Linked DNA regions of Sus scrofa: regions 2 and 3 are each linked to region 1. Evidence: chromatin contacts called from public Hi-C data. All regions are on one chromosome and are shown on one strand. The core of a region is the stretch at or near the end of the contact, and the rest is flanking DNA. Distances in the headings are between cores, read along the strand shown. Region 1 has its middle 21 kb from the start of WDR75. Region 2 has its middle 48 kb from the start of COL3A1. Region 3 overlaps COL5A2 (collagen type V alpha 2 chain).

Evidence for each region. Hi-C and Micro-C count contacts between places; a contact is called where the count stands out from the background.
Region 2: a contact with region 1 is called in a Hi-C map of skeletal muscle, with 5 times the contacts expected there. The contact joins two enhancer-like sites. A contact is called at or near these places in 2 of 47 Hi-C or Micro-C datasets (embryonic fibroblasts and skeletal muscle) and 1 of 2 datasets of contacts at active chromatin or transcription factors (skeletal muscle).
Region 3: a contact with region 1 is called in a Hi-C map of fetal skeletal muscle, with 2.7 times the contacts expected there. The contact joins two enhancer-like sites. A contact is called at or near these places in 1 of 5 promoter capture datasets (liver), 15 of 47 Hi-C or Micro-C datasets (alveolar macrophages, embryonic fibroblasts, fetal skeletal muscle and 8 more) and 1 of 2 datasets of contacts at active chromatin or transcription factors (skeletal muscle).

The regions. Positions count from the first base shown.
Region 1 is chr15:93,958,178-93,962,098 of Sscrofa11.1, forward strand. It overlaps a transcript of COL5A2 not described here. Among named protein-coding and RNA genes, the nearest start is that of WDR75, 21 kb to the right of the region's middle. Within about 2 kb of position 2,119, at least 26 of the 83 cell types and tissues checked have an H3K27ac peak or open chromatin away from gene starts, as enhancers often do. A contact at or near this core is called in fetal skeletal muscle, omental adipose tissue, retroperitoneal adipose tissue and 1 more, where this site is marked.
Region 2 is chr15:93,603,323-93,607,243 of Sscrofa11.1, forward strand. No RefSeq gene overlaps it. Among named protein-coding and RNA genes, the nearest start is that of COL3A1, 48 kb to the left of the region's middle. Within about 2 kb of position 2,024, at least 6 of the 83 cell types and tissues checked have an H3K27ac peak or open chromatin away from gene starts, as enhancers often do. A contact at or near this core is called in skeletal muscle, where this site is marked.
Region 3 is chr15:93,669,048-93,672,968 of Sscrofa11.1, forward strand. It overlaps COL5A2 (collagen type V alpha 2 chain), which reads right to left. Exons shown (of 54, transcript NM_001105289.1): 7 at 257-367. Among named protein-coding and RNA genes, the nearest start is that of COL5A2, 88 kb to the right of the region's middle. Within about 2 kb of position 1,939, at least 17 of the 83 cell types and tissues checked have an H3K27ac peak or open chromatin away from gene starts, as enhancers often do. A contact at or near this core is called in fetal skeletal muscle, omental adipose tissue, retroperitoneal adipose tissue and 1 more, where this site is marked.

The DNA.
Region 1 (3,921 bases), core at 869-3,368:
CATAAGTTTCTCCACATATTTCAATGTGGCTTTACTTTGTTAGGAAAATACTATCCAGAAGTAACTTCTACTACATTTAACCTATACTAGAGCTATCATTTAGCCATCTAAGTTGGCCATTAATAAAGACCAAATTATCAATTAATTATCAACACAGCATTATAATTATACAATGCATAACACATATTTTCACTTAAGTTTTGCTTCTTAATCTAGAAGTTAAATATCTATGGACTTGAAGAAATTACATATAAAGACAAATTCAAGGAGGCTTTTAATGTTTATATAACAAAGCAAAAACTATGTGAATATACATGGAACTGCATAAATTTCTAGTCAATTTTTACATATTTATTGATACATGTAGCAGGTACTCACTAATTTTAAGAACATCATCTGTTAAGATATCTATCAAGTTTTTACTATGCAGAAAAAAGGTTATATATTATTGCCTTGAAATAACATAATTCAAAACTTTATCACAAATAAAACATATCAAAAATTTAAAACTATAATCACTACTTTTTTTTTTTTTTCTTTTTTACGGCCGCACCTGTGGCATATAGAAATTCCTAGGCCAGAGGTCAAATTGGAGCTGCAGCTGGGGCCTACGCTACAGTCACATCAACACCAGATCCAAACCACATCTGTGACCTACACTGCGGCTTGCAGCAACACCAGATCCTTAACCCACTAAGCAAGGCCAGAGATCAAACCCACATCCTCACAGACACTATGTCGGGTTCTTAACCCACTGAACCACAACAAAAACTCCTATAATTACTAATTTTTGATTTGAAAAACTTATGGTTTCCAAATGAGACAGGTTGAGGGGTGAGGGGATGCACTGAGGTTTTAGGATGGAAATGCTATAAAAATTTGGTTGTGATGATTGCTGTACATCTATAAATGTAATAAAGTTCATTAAGTAATTAAAAAAAAAGACTTTGCATTTGTATTTCCAAACATTTAGGCATAATTAAATCTGGTCCTCACCCCTTCTTTCAATTCTTCCTCGCCACCTAATTACTACCTCCATATATCCATAAGAAAACCAAGCTAGAGCCTGATGTGCCACAAACCCATCATACTAGTGTTCATTCCATTCTGCTGCCTTGAAAATCTGCTTTTTCCTTCACTTCCTGGAGGAGTTCCCCTCTATCATTCAACACCTATCTCCAATATTATCTCCTCTATAAAATCTTTTTTAGTTCCCCTAGTGTATGGGCTGGTTCTTCTGTGGTGTTAGAAAATTTTAAGTTGTGCCTTTTTCCTAAGTTACATTAAATGTTCCTAAAGAAAGGCTCTAGGAGTTCCCATCATGGCTCGGTGGTTAACGAATCCAACTAGGAACCATGAGGTTGCGGGTTTGATCCCTGGCCTTGCTCAGTGGGTTAAGGACCCAGCTTTGCCATGAGCTGTGGCATAGGCTGCAGAAGCGGCTTGGATCCCATGTTGCTGTGCTCTGGCATAGGCTGGCAGCTGCAGCTCCAATTAGACTCCTAGCCTGGGAACCTCCATGTGCCATGGGAGCGGCCCTAGAGGTTCTATCTTAATCCTCTTTGACCCTAGTATAGTATCTTTGAAAAGAGACAGGAAGGAAGATTTTAAAAAGAAAAATGAAAGTAGTTAATAACAAGTAATTCTACTTTTTTGGAAAATTAATTGGAAGCACAAGTTCTGTGTGGGTTAGAACCCTATAAACTATCATCACCATAAATCAGATTATTCGAAGGCTTTCAGATACAGTACTTAAATATGTGACACCACAACAGTGAGAAGGTACATAGGTGCTACACAAAGATCTGCCTTTATTACAGCTAATCTTTAGGAAAATAAAAGTTCAGAGTTATTATTAAATGATAATATCAGTGAGATTTAGTTTGGTTTTAAGAAAACTTGTATTATTAGAGTGAATAGCTTCCTAATTAAAGAATAGCTATACAAAGCTTACAGGAAAGGGAAGAAAATCATACGATTATTAAGAAGGGAGTTTAAAGCAAAATCCAACATTCATTTGGGGCACTGTTTCCCAGGAATGAGCTGCTACTCACTAGTGGGGTCAAAGACACTAGATGGTTCTCCAGAGGCCCTTTTCTATTCAAAAGGGCTTTCAAAATAAAGTGGGGGTAGAATAAGAGGCTAGGGAGCTGTTCCTTCGTGCACCAAATGCATTCTCAGAGTACAAACATCTGTTTCAGTTTACATACTTTTAAGTATGACTTTACACATGGAAATTAAACTTAGGCAACACGCCTGGGAAGCCTGTCTGCCAAAGAACTTCATGTACCATCAACAGCTGGAATTTGTATAGGTCTACATTCTACACAACATAATACTGTGAGCTACCAATGACCACATCTCAAACCTAAATGTCAAAGAACAGCTTCTAAAGCTCATAAAGTTTTTCTATTAGAGAAAAATAAGACAGTGATGGAAGAGGAATCTAATTTGAAAAAAATATAGAGGAGTTCTAGAACTTAAAGAGATGCTTTTGTAAATAAAGACATTAAAAGATCCAAAGATCTTTTTTAATGTTTCTATACTAAGAAATGTTCATTCCATAATATTCCAATAAGATTACCTATTAGTTAGATATTAAAAATATTTTTCAATGTGCTAATAGTATAATTATAATTTCTTGTAGGCCGAAGTAGAATATAAAACCTGCAAAAATAATGATGTATCTTTGGTGCCACCATGTGGTATATCTGTATTTTTACAGTGGTTGTGTGTGTGTGTGTGTGTGTGTGTGTGTGTGTGTGTGTGTGTGTGTGTGTGTGTGTGTGTGTATGTGTGTATGTAATAATGTTCATACCTAGTAAGTTATCATCAGTTCTCTGGCATGCTAATACTGTTAAATACGTTTAAAACATAGGGTCTGTTCCCAGATAATTTACATACTAATGAATCATCAACCAATATACAGTAACTAGGAACCCACAATGCAGGAAACATTGCATTATGATATCTAGAAGATCAATATACCGTCTTGCCCTCAGAGGGCATACATCTGTTAATATCAAAACAAAAAAAATCAAGTATTAATGTGAAACAACTCAAGAGCTATTATATAACTAGATCGCAATAAATGGTAAAGAAATGTTTTTAAGTGCTCTGATTGGAAAGTAAGAAGACAAATGAGAGTATTTGTGGAAGAGACTGAGAAGTTTTGAAGCTCTTAGGAAGGATTAGTTATGCAGAATGAAAATAAGAGGGCATTTCAGAAAACAATATTAAATAAAGGTACAGATCTAGAATCATCACGGAATGAATGCTAGGAGGTCTACACTCACAGTGAGGTTCATAGAGCCAAGAAAAATAATATACATTAGAAAAATAAGTTAGAACAAGTTGCATCAGTCTTTCATGGCCAGATAAGAAGCCTAGATTTTTGCCTATAGGTCATAAGGGATCATTGATTCAAAATATCATGCTTTTATTTCTCTCTGAGGATATAATCATATGAATGTCCGTGAGTTTACATGAAAATAATTTATTGCCCAAATGAGAATAATCACAAGCTCAGAACCTTTAATCCCTCACTCTGAGTAAGTAATTTGAGGTTACAGAGCCCTGAAACCAAAATCAACCAGTAAATCACTCCAGGCGGGTGGAAATTAATAAATAAATATTTTAAAGGATGACGACTGGGTCCAAGGAGATGTAAAACCTTATTTCTAATATTTTACTTAGATCTTCTGTTCTTAAGATGCTTGATTATACCATAACATAGTGATCACTTTGTGTGTCCATATTCCTCAACATGAGATCCTTAAATCCACTGTCTTAACTTTGTATCCCTAGGATCTAAGACATTGTCTTATATTAAATATTTAATGTTTGTTGAATTAGGAAACAAAATGCGTTATTAAAAAGATAAAATGGGAGTTCCCTTGACGCACAGCTCTTTAAGGATCT
Region 2 (3,921 bases), core at 774-3,273, 350 kb before region 1:
TCTGGGCCAGAACCTGGAAGGAATGGAGAGTAGGGGAAACTTCTGTAAGGCAGTCTTGGCAACTGAAGGAATCTTCAGTGAGGGACATGGCCGTGAGCCCTCCGTAATAGGAGCTGATAGGTCAACACTCTGGCTCTGAAGAGATAACATGGCTGGAACAACACATTATCTACTACAAGCTCCGATTCCACTCTCACACTCCGCCAAACACTCTAGGGAAATATAACACATGATTCCTCTCTGTTAGGAATGTGTTGTCTAGAATAGATCATTTGAACCCATATGAAATGGTACAAAAGCCTTCAAGATGAACAATTAAGTGCTAAATTGTGCTCTGTCAACCGTGCAAGATCTAGGTAGTAGAGTAGAAAATGAATTGGCCAGTGATGATTATACTGTCATAACATTCTTCTTTAAGAAAATTAAACTTGAGTTGTACAGTAAAGGAGTATGATTTTGGTAAACTGGAGCAAATGAAAGCTACTTTAGAGTAAGAAACCAAAAAAAAAAAAAAAAAGGAGAATTAGAAACAGGAATGATTATTCCACGGTCATGGGATGGTGACAAATCCGGGCTACCTAAATCTATTTATATCAACTCAACGACATTATTGAGCAATTATTAATGCAAAGCTCAGAACTACATGCTCAAAAAGATTTGAGCAATAGAACGAGATTCCACAAAATTTAGAAACCAACATGTCACAGGACTCAAAGTAATAAGTTGTATTAGAAAGTTAGAAAGGAGTTCCCTGGTGGCCTAGCAGGTGGGGATTTGTGGCTCAAGTTCCATCCCTGTCCCGGGAACTTCTGCATGCCATGGATGTCGCCAAAACAAAGAAAGAAAGAATGATATAAGTCACTTAGAGAGGCACAAGAATGGAACCATCATGCCTCTTTGGAGGCATTCAGGAAAGGTTATGTGAAGTATATTTGGCAATTTATATTAGCCCAGTTTCAGCTGAAGCATGGGTTTCATGTAGTGGTGTTAGAGTCTGCACCAAAGAGCTTAGAATAGCAAGGTGACAGATTTTTGTCTTTTTTTTTTCTAATCTACATTTCATGGAGATCCATCAAAAGAATGATATTAAATATTGGCAGGCTGTTGCTCAAGGGGAGCACAAGTTCAAGGGAAGTATAGTGAAACAGAATCAGGTTTATAGGCAATAAAGAATGAATACATTCTTCTATAATGAACCTGTTGCAGGATAAAGAAGGATGAGTCTTCATTTTAGGGAAGAAAAGGATGAGACTAAAGAGACTTGGCAAGGACACAGAGAACTTTTTTTTTTTTTTTTTTTTTCAAAGACTAGACCGAGGGAAGAGTCACAGGGTGTAGACATACTTACTGAGGAAATTAGGTTAAGAGGGGAAAATGGGGACAGCAAAAGGAGGACATCAGAAGTCATGCAGGAGATGTTTCTATTTAACACAGAAGAACTCAGTGGAAAGTTGCGCAACTTCAGTCTTCCGCAGAGCTTTCTACGTGGCAGTTCACCATGACAGTGATTCATTTGGAAGGGTGGTTCAACATGATAAAATGTGTGACTGATTGGAGAATACCAGGTCAGGGGCGGCTAAGTAGATTTGGAAAGTATCCTTATACAGATGGTCGATGAAATCATCTGGCTCCAGAATGAAATTATTAGGGAGCAGAACTTCCAAAGAAAAGGGCAAAAGGACAGCATGATGTGACTGTGATGAGAAGGAAGAAAGCATCACAGAGTCTGGTTGGCATCCTGGAGTTTTCAATGGTTTAGGAAAAGGAGGCTTTAATTTTGAGGGCTAAGGTTGGGATTAACTCAAGAGTTATGAGGGCATAGAGGAAACTAAACAGAATGAGGGTTATCATTTGTGATTTTGATAAAAACAATTTGGATCTGATTTTCAAATTTCACCTTGAATTTAAACCACCTGGAAACTGTCCCCCATGGAGGCAGCAGGAGCACAGATTTGAAGGCGCAAAGACTGCCACTGCCTGCAAGAATCCACAGAAAACAGCATTAATTCTGCAAAGAAACGTGTCTGATGTTTCAGGGAGGGACTTGGACAGCAGCTTCCTATCTGAATCTTTAGGGCTTACATTTTGACTACAGCTGTCCTCAATTTCTGTTGCATTTTTCTCATTAAAGTGACTAACAGATGTGGTCGTTCTTTATCCCCAGCTGCCTTTCATTATAAGATCAATCTCATAACAGTTCCAGCTGGTGGGAAAATTGTTCACAATGCAGATCTACCTTCCTCTATTTATTTACACTTTGATCCACGTTTTTTTTACCTCATGTGGGCATAGCCCAAACTCTTCTAATATTAATGGAATTAACCGTCGTTGTTTATATGCATAGGTTTTTGGTATGCCCTCCTTAAAATGTGAAATTTAAGTTCCTAGATAAAAATGAATGTAATCTTCATGTTTTTGGTTTAACTTGGATGATAGTCTCATGGTAAGGAATCAATGTGAATTAAGTACCATTTATGTGTATTGGTGGTATCAAAATAAAATCCAGCAGAGAATTAAAAGTACAAGTTATATAGGATCATGCTCAATTAGTAAAATTTTATCTTTAGGGTTTCTTATTATATATAACATTCTCATTGGTATCTTTGCTCAGATTTATTTTCAACCAGAATTTTCATCTTTCTTCATATTTCCTTCTCTTGATCTTCTTGAGTTTAGTGTAAAAATGAGAATAAGAACTGCATTCTTGCATCAAAGGAGGCTTCAGTCAATCTTTTCCAAAGTTCACGGTTACATTTAGCAACCAAGGTTCAGGATCCTATAACTGAAAAATAATATTCCTAATAATAGGAACATGATTTTCCTCTTTCTCTCTTTTCCCCTAAATATTGGTGTTTCTGGGTGATCTGTTCTGGCTCACTGCTCTCCTTTGACATCCTTCTTGAGTGACCTCATTCCCACCCCAAGCTCTAATAGCTTCTCGATGTGATGGCTCTCATATTTTTAGGTCTACTCCCCAACTTATCCCCTGAGAGATGCTCCACAAATACATCAATTACAACCTCAGACTATTTTGTTCTCTATCTCCCATACTGTAAATGTCGTCATCTTCCATTCAGCTACCTAAAAAGTGAGAAACTGGAGAATAATCCTAAATTTCTCACTTCCTTACCATCCCACTCTTTAACAAGATTATGTTGATTCTATTTTTTAATTATCTCTCAAGTCCCTCTCTCTTTCTCTATCCTCAGTGGTATTGACTTCTCATTCCGTTTCTTTTCCTCCAAAATTGTTTTAACTAGTCTCTCTGTTGGCAGTTCCCCGTTAAAAAGTTCTCCCTGAGGACTGATGCTGAGGTGATCTTTCCAAGATGCAATCACTACATGTGTTTTACTTGCCTAAAACACTTCAGTATTTTGCAGTAAAAGTTTTATTGCCATTTAATTAACTTTATTAACTAATTTATTTAATGGCTGTGCCCACTGCATATGGAAGTTCCTGGGCCAGTGATTAAATCTGAACCACAGATGCAAACTATGTTGAAGCTATAGCAACACAGGATTCTTTAACCCACTACCCAAGGCCTGGAAACCAATCAGCACCTCCATAGTGACCTGAGCCACTGCAGTGGTACTCTTAGCCCACTGTGCCACAGTGGGAATGCTACTGATACTTTAGATTTTGTTCTAAGGTATTAGCCTACATGCAAGATATTCAACATCTTTGGCCCATCCACAAAAAGCCTAGCATATTTCCCAATTTTTTAATGACAAACACCTTCCTCAGGCATTTACAAGGCCCCCCTAGAGAGTATGGTTACACCCTCTAGCTGAGAACCAAAAATAAGAGCTAAAAAAAGAGAAAAAAATTTCAGAATAATTTTCATTCTCTTTAGCTTGATGTACCTTCATGGTAAAGCTTTCTACTTTATCTTCCAACAATCCCTTGTATGCAATTGACTGC
Region 3 (3,921 bases), core at 689-3,188, 290 kb before region 1:
AAAAATAAAATTCCAGTGTTCAGAACTAAGAACTACAAATAACTTGAAGCAGCACTTTTTAAAAATGATACTTTGAATTTTCCAACAATTCCCTGTGGATTTCTTAGTTTTATTGTTATTCATAGCAACATTGCATGCCCTCAGTTGCTCTCTACAGTCAAGGGTCAACATCTGAACACAATTTAAAATCACAACCATAAATTAATAATGTAATATATCATCCCAAAGATGATATTGGACAATGCACACAACTCACTCTGCTCATGCCATCTGGTCCTGGGTGAGACGGATGTCCAGGAGGTCCTGGGGCACCTGGTTGACCAGGAACACCTGGTTCTCCATCAATTCCCTGAGGACCACGCGGACCCTGGAAAACAAGCAAGTAGAAGTTAGAACCCATTGCTAAATACGTACTTAGTAGGAGTTCCCGTCGTGGCGCAGTGGTTAACGAATCCGACTAGGAACCATGAGGTTGCGGGTTCGGTCCCTGCCCTTGCTCAGTGGGTTAACGATCCGGCGTTGCCGTGAGCTGTGGTGTAGGTTGCAGACGCGGCTCGGATCCTGCGTTGCTGTGGCTCTGGCGTAGGCCGGTGGCTACAGCTCCGATTCGACCCCTAGCCTGGGAACCTCCATATGCCGCGGGAGCGGCCCAAAGAAATAGCAAAAAGACAAAAAATAAATAAATAAATAAATAAATAAATAAATATGTACTTAGTAGAAAACAAAATGCACAGACTTCTCAATGGAGAAGTGTTTTCGTTATTTTTTAAATGACTAGCCATACTGTATGATTCCAACTCTATGACATTCTGGTAAAAGCAAAACTATTGAGACAGCAAAAGGTTGGTGGCTGCAGGGGTTAGGGTGAGGATGTGGGGGATGAATAGACAGAGCACAATGATTTTTAGGGCAGTGAAAATACTCTTAAGATACTATAATGGTATACACATGTAAATATACACTTGCTTGAAGACACAAAATATATAACACCAAGAGGGAACCTTAATGTACACTATGGACTCTGACAGGGGATGTTGATAATGGGGAAAGCTATGCATGTATGGGGGCAGAGAGTATATAGGAACTCTCTGTACTTTACCTTCAATTTGATGTAAACCTAAAACTACCTTTAAAAAATTGTCTTAAAAAATAGCAAGCCAGCCCCCTACAGTATGTTTCATCAGCTATGCCAACATTGCAGATTTCAGCACTGGTTACAGCCTCTACCATCAGAACATGGTATATTCTGTGTAAGAATTTTACTTTTGATGTGTTAAATCCCCAGTAATCATTCTTCTTGGAAGACTGAATTCAGTTCATCAGTATTTTATAATCAGCTTGCTTATTTGGTTGAGTTTTGCTCTTCAAGAATATCTAATCAACATTGTCTTTTTCTTTTTTTCTTTTTTTTTTTTTTTTTGGCCATGCCCATGGCATACAGAAATTCCTAGGCCAGGAATCAAACCTGTGCCACAACAGTGACCTGAGCCACAGCAGTGATAATGCTAGACCCTTTAACCACTCGGACACCAGGAAACTCCAACAATTTCTAAATTCATTTGTCTGTCTTAGATTAAATTAACTTTGTATGTGCTTGCTTAATCTCTCCTCACTTATAAAAAGAATGTGATGGGTTCCTGATCGGGGTTTGTGGTTTTTCTCATCTTTCTAATTTTTTAATGCTTCACATATTTCCTGGCTGATAGTAGACATTCAGTATATGCTTATTACATTTTCACATTTCAATCCTCTTTACCCTAGTACTTGAAGTCTGGCACGCTTTATTTTCCCTACCACTCCCAAAGGTAGACCAGAGCAATGAGAAGGAGAGGGAAAGGCATGGGGACTCTGCCAAGTCTAGTTCTCAGGGAAGTGAGCAATGAGCGTTAGCTGCCAAATTCCACCCTCCTCCTAACCCACATTCTGAAGGCAGCTTGGGGAACAGCCACGTCCTCAGTTCTGGAAAGGCTCCGTCTCCTAACCTCATCATTCCCATAAGACTTGTTAAGTATTTGCTGGCTTTTTAACCCTGGAGATTCTAAACAGGAAGAAAGAAAGGAAAGAAAGGACTAAAGAACTCAAAATCCAATGTGATTTTACTAAATAGAAGCAGGGATCAAGAAAAATATGGTAAGTGAGTTAGAGTTTAATAGCAAAAGAAGCTTCTTATGCTTAAGCATGAGAATATCTACATAATAAGCCAAAATGACCTGATACAGCAGAGGGAGTAAATATGGGATAAGCAGAGGGGGCAGTTTGTATAGGATGTTTGGGGGCATAATAGCTATTGAGAAATTTAACTAATATATTTCAATATATTCAAACATTTATGTTTGACATGTTTACTTTCTGGAGTAGTGGAATAATTCAGCTAATTTATCTATTCAAATAGAAGTAGGTAACTTAGCCTAAAAAAGCTCACATTTTCAAAACTAATTTCTCAGAAAATTATTCTCACCCTTTAAAAATCAAGACCCTTCTGACTGCTAAACCACTAACAAATCACTGCACTCTTTTTTCATTATACATAATGGAGGCTAATTTTTAATTGCTATATAGGACTTCTGAATCATATAAATGTGACACCATGAGCTGGAAATGTATATTGGCAATAGTCCAGCCTACTCACAAAACCTTGTGTGGAAAACTCTTAAAGTATTTTTAAAGTGTGAAACTGATCATTGATAACCAAGTATTGTTAATATTGAGAAAAATGAGATAAAAAAATAACAACAACAACAAAAAAAGAGCTAAAACAATCTCTGCTCCCAAAGAGATTTCCAAAGACAAAACCAAAAACAACATTTAGTGTCCGTGGGAGTAGAGAGAGGTTTGGCTAATATTAATCCTCAAAAACGTATGTCCTTTTTCCAGTTCTCTGTGATTAATGATCATGTTTAAAAGTCTGCTCTGAAGACAGCTCACTTTCTCACTGGCTTCATGATGCATTCTGTGCCTCCATGGTATCTCCTCTAAATAGCTTACATGATTTACTTCCATACAAATTGAGATTAAAATCAATAAAAACTTGTTAAAGTTATCAAAATTAAGTGAGCATAATGAGCATGATTATAAGAGAAAATAAGAAAAAATATTATATATTTTACTGATAAAACTTTAAAACAAAAATTATGTTTAGAATACATTAAAACACATACTTTCATATTTCCAAGTGATCTGATGCACATAAGTTTTATATTAAGGTGAGTGTTCAATGTATAATTATTCCTTCCCATCCTCCAGAATATTCCCAGTATCTCAGGCAGCAATCCACGATAAAACAGAAAGTACTTGTAGATTGCCACTAGGTGGCGACTTTAAACAGTCCCAAGTAGAAAAGACTACTAATGATGTTAGAGTTAGTAAGAACTGGTATATTTCCACTTTTACAGATGAGGAAACAGATCTATAGAGGTTAAGTGTCCTGTAGAATTAGAACTCAGCACACCATTGACTGTCCACCTCCTGACAGGTTCCTAGTTTGTCTCTATGAAGTTTCCAGGACAATACACTTAAAACTAAGGACATGCTGAGAGCCAATCATGATGATAACTGGTTAGTAATAAAGGCTTCATGAAAGTATCACTACATCAGTAGTTATTAATCTTAAGCACTTTCCACCCCTCACCAAGGGACATGTGGCAACACCAAGAGGTATTTTATGAGGGAGGGGGCAGGTGCTGCTACTAGCATCTAAAGGGTAGAAATGAGGAATGCTGCCAAGTGTCCTACAATTCATAAGGAATTATCTGGCCCCAAACATCAATCGTGTTAAGAAATTGTGTTCTACTGTGTGAAGTAGTGGTTGATGGTTATGGAAGTAAGGGGAGAAAAATCATATTTATGATAACAGCACCAGCTTATATTTTGCTGGCCATATATCTCTTGTCCAGGTAGACAAGTCTTGGGACCTGAGATAAA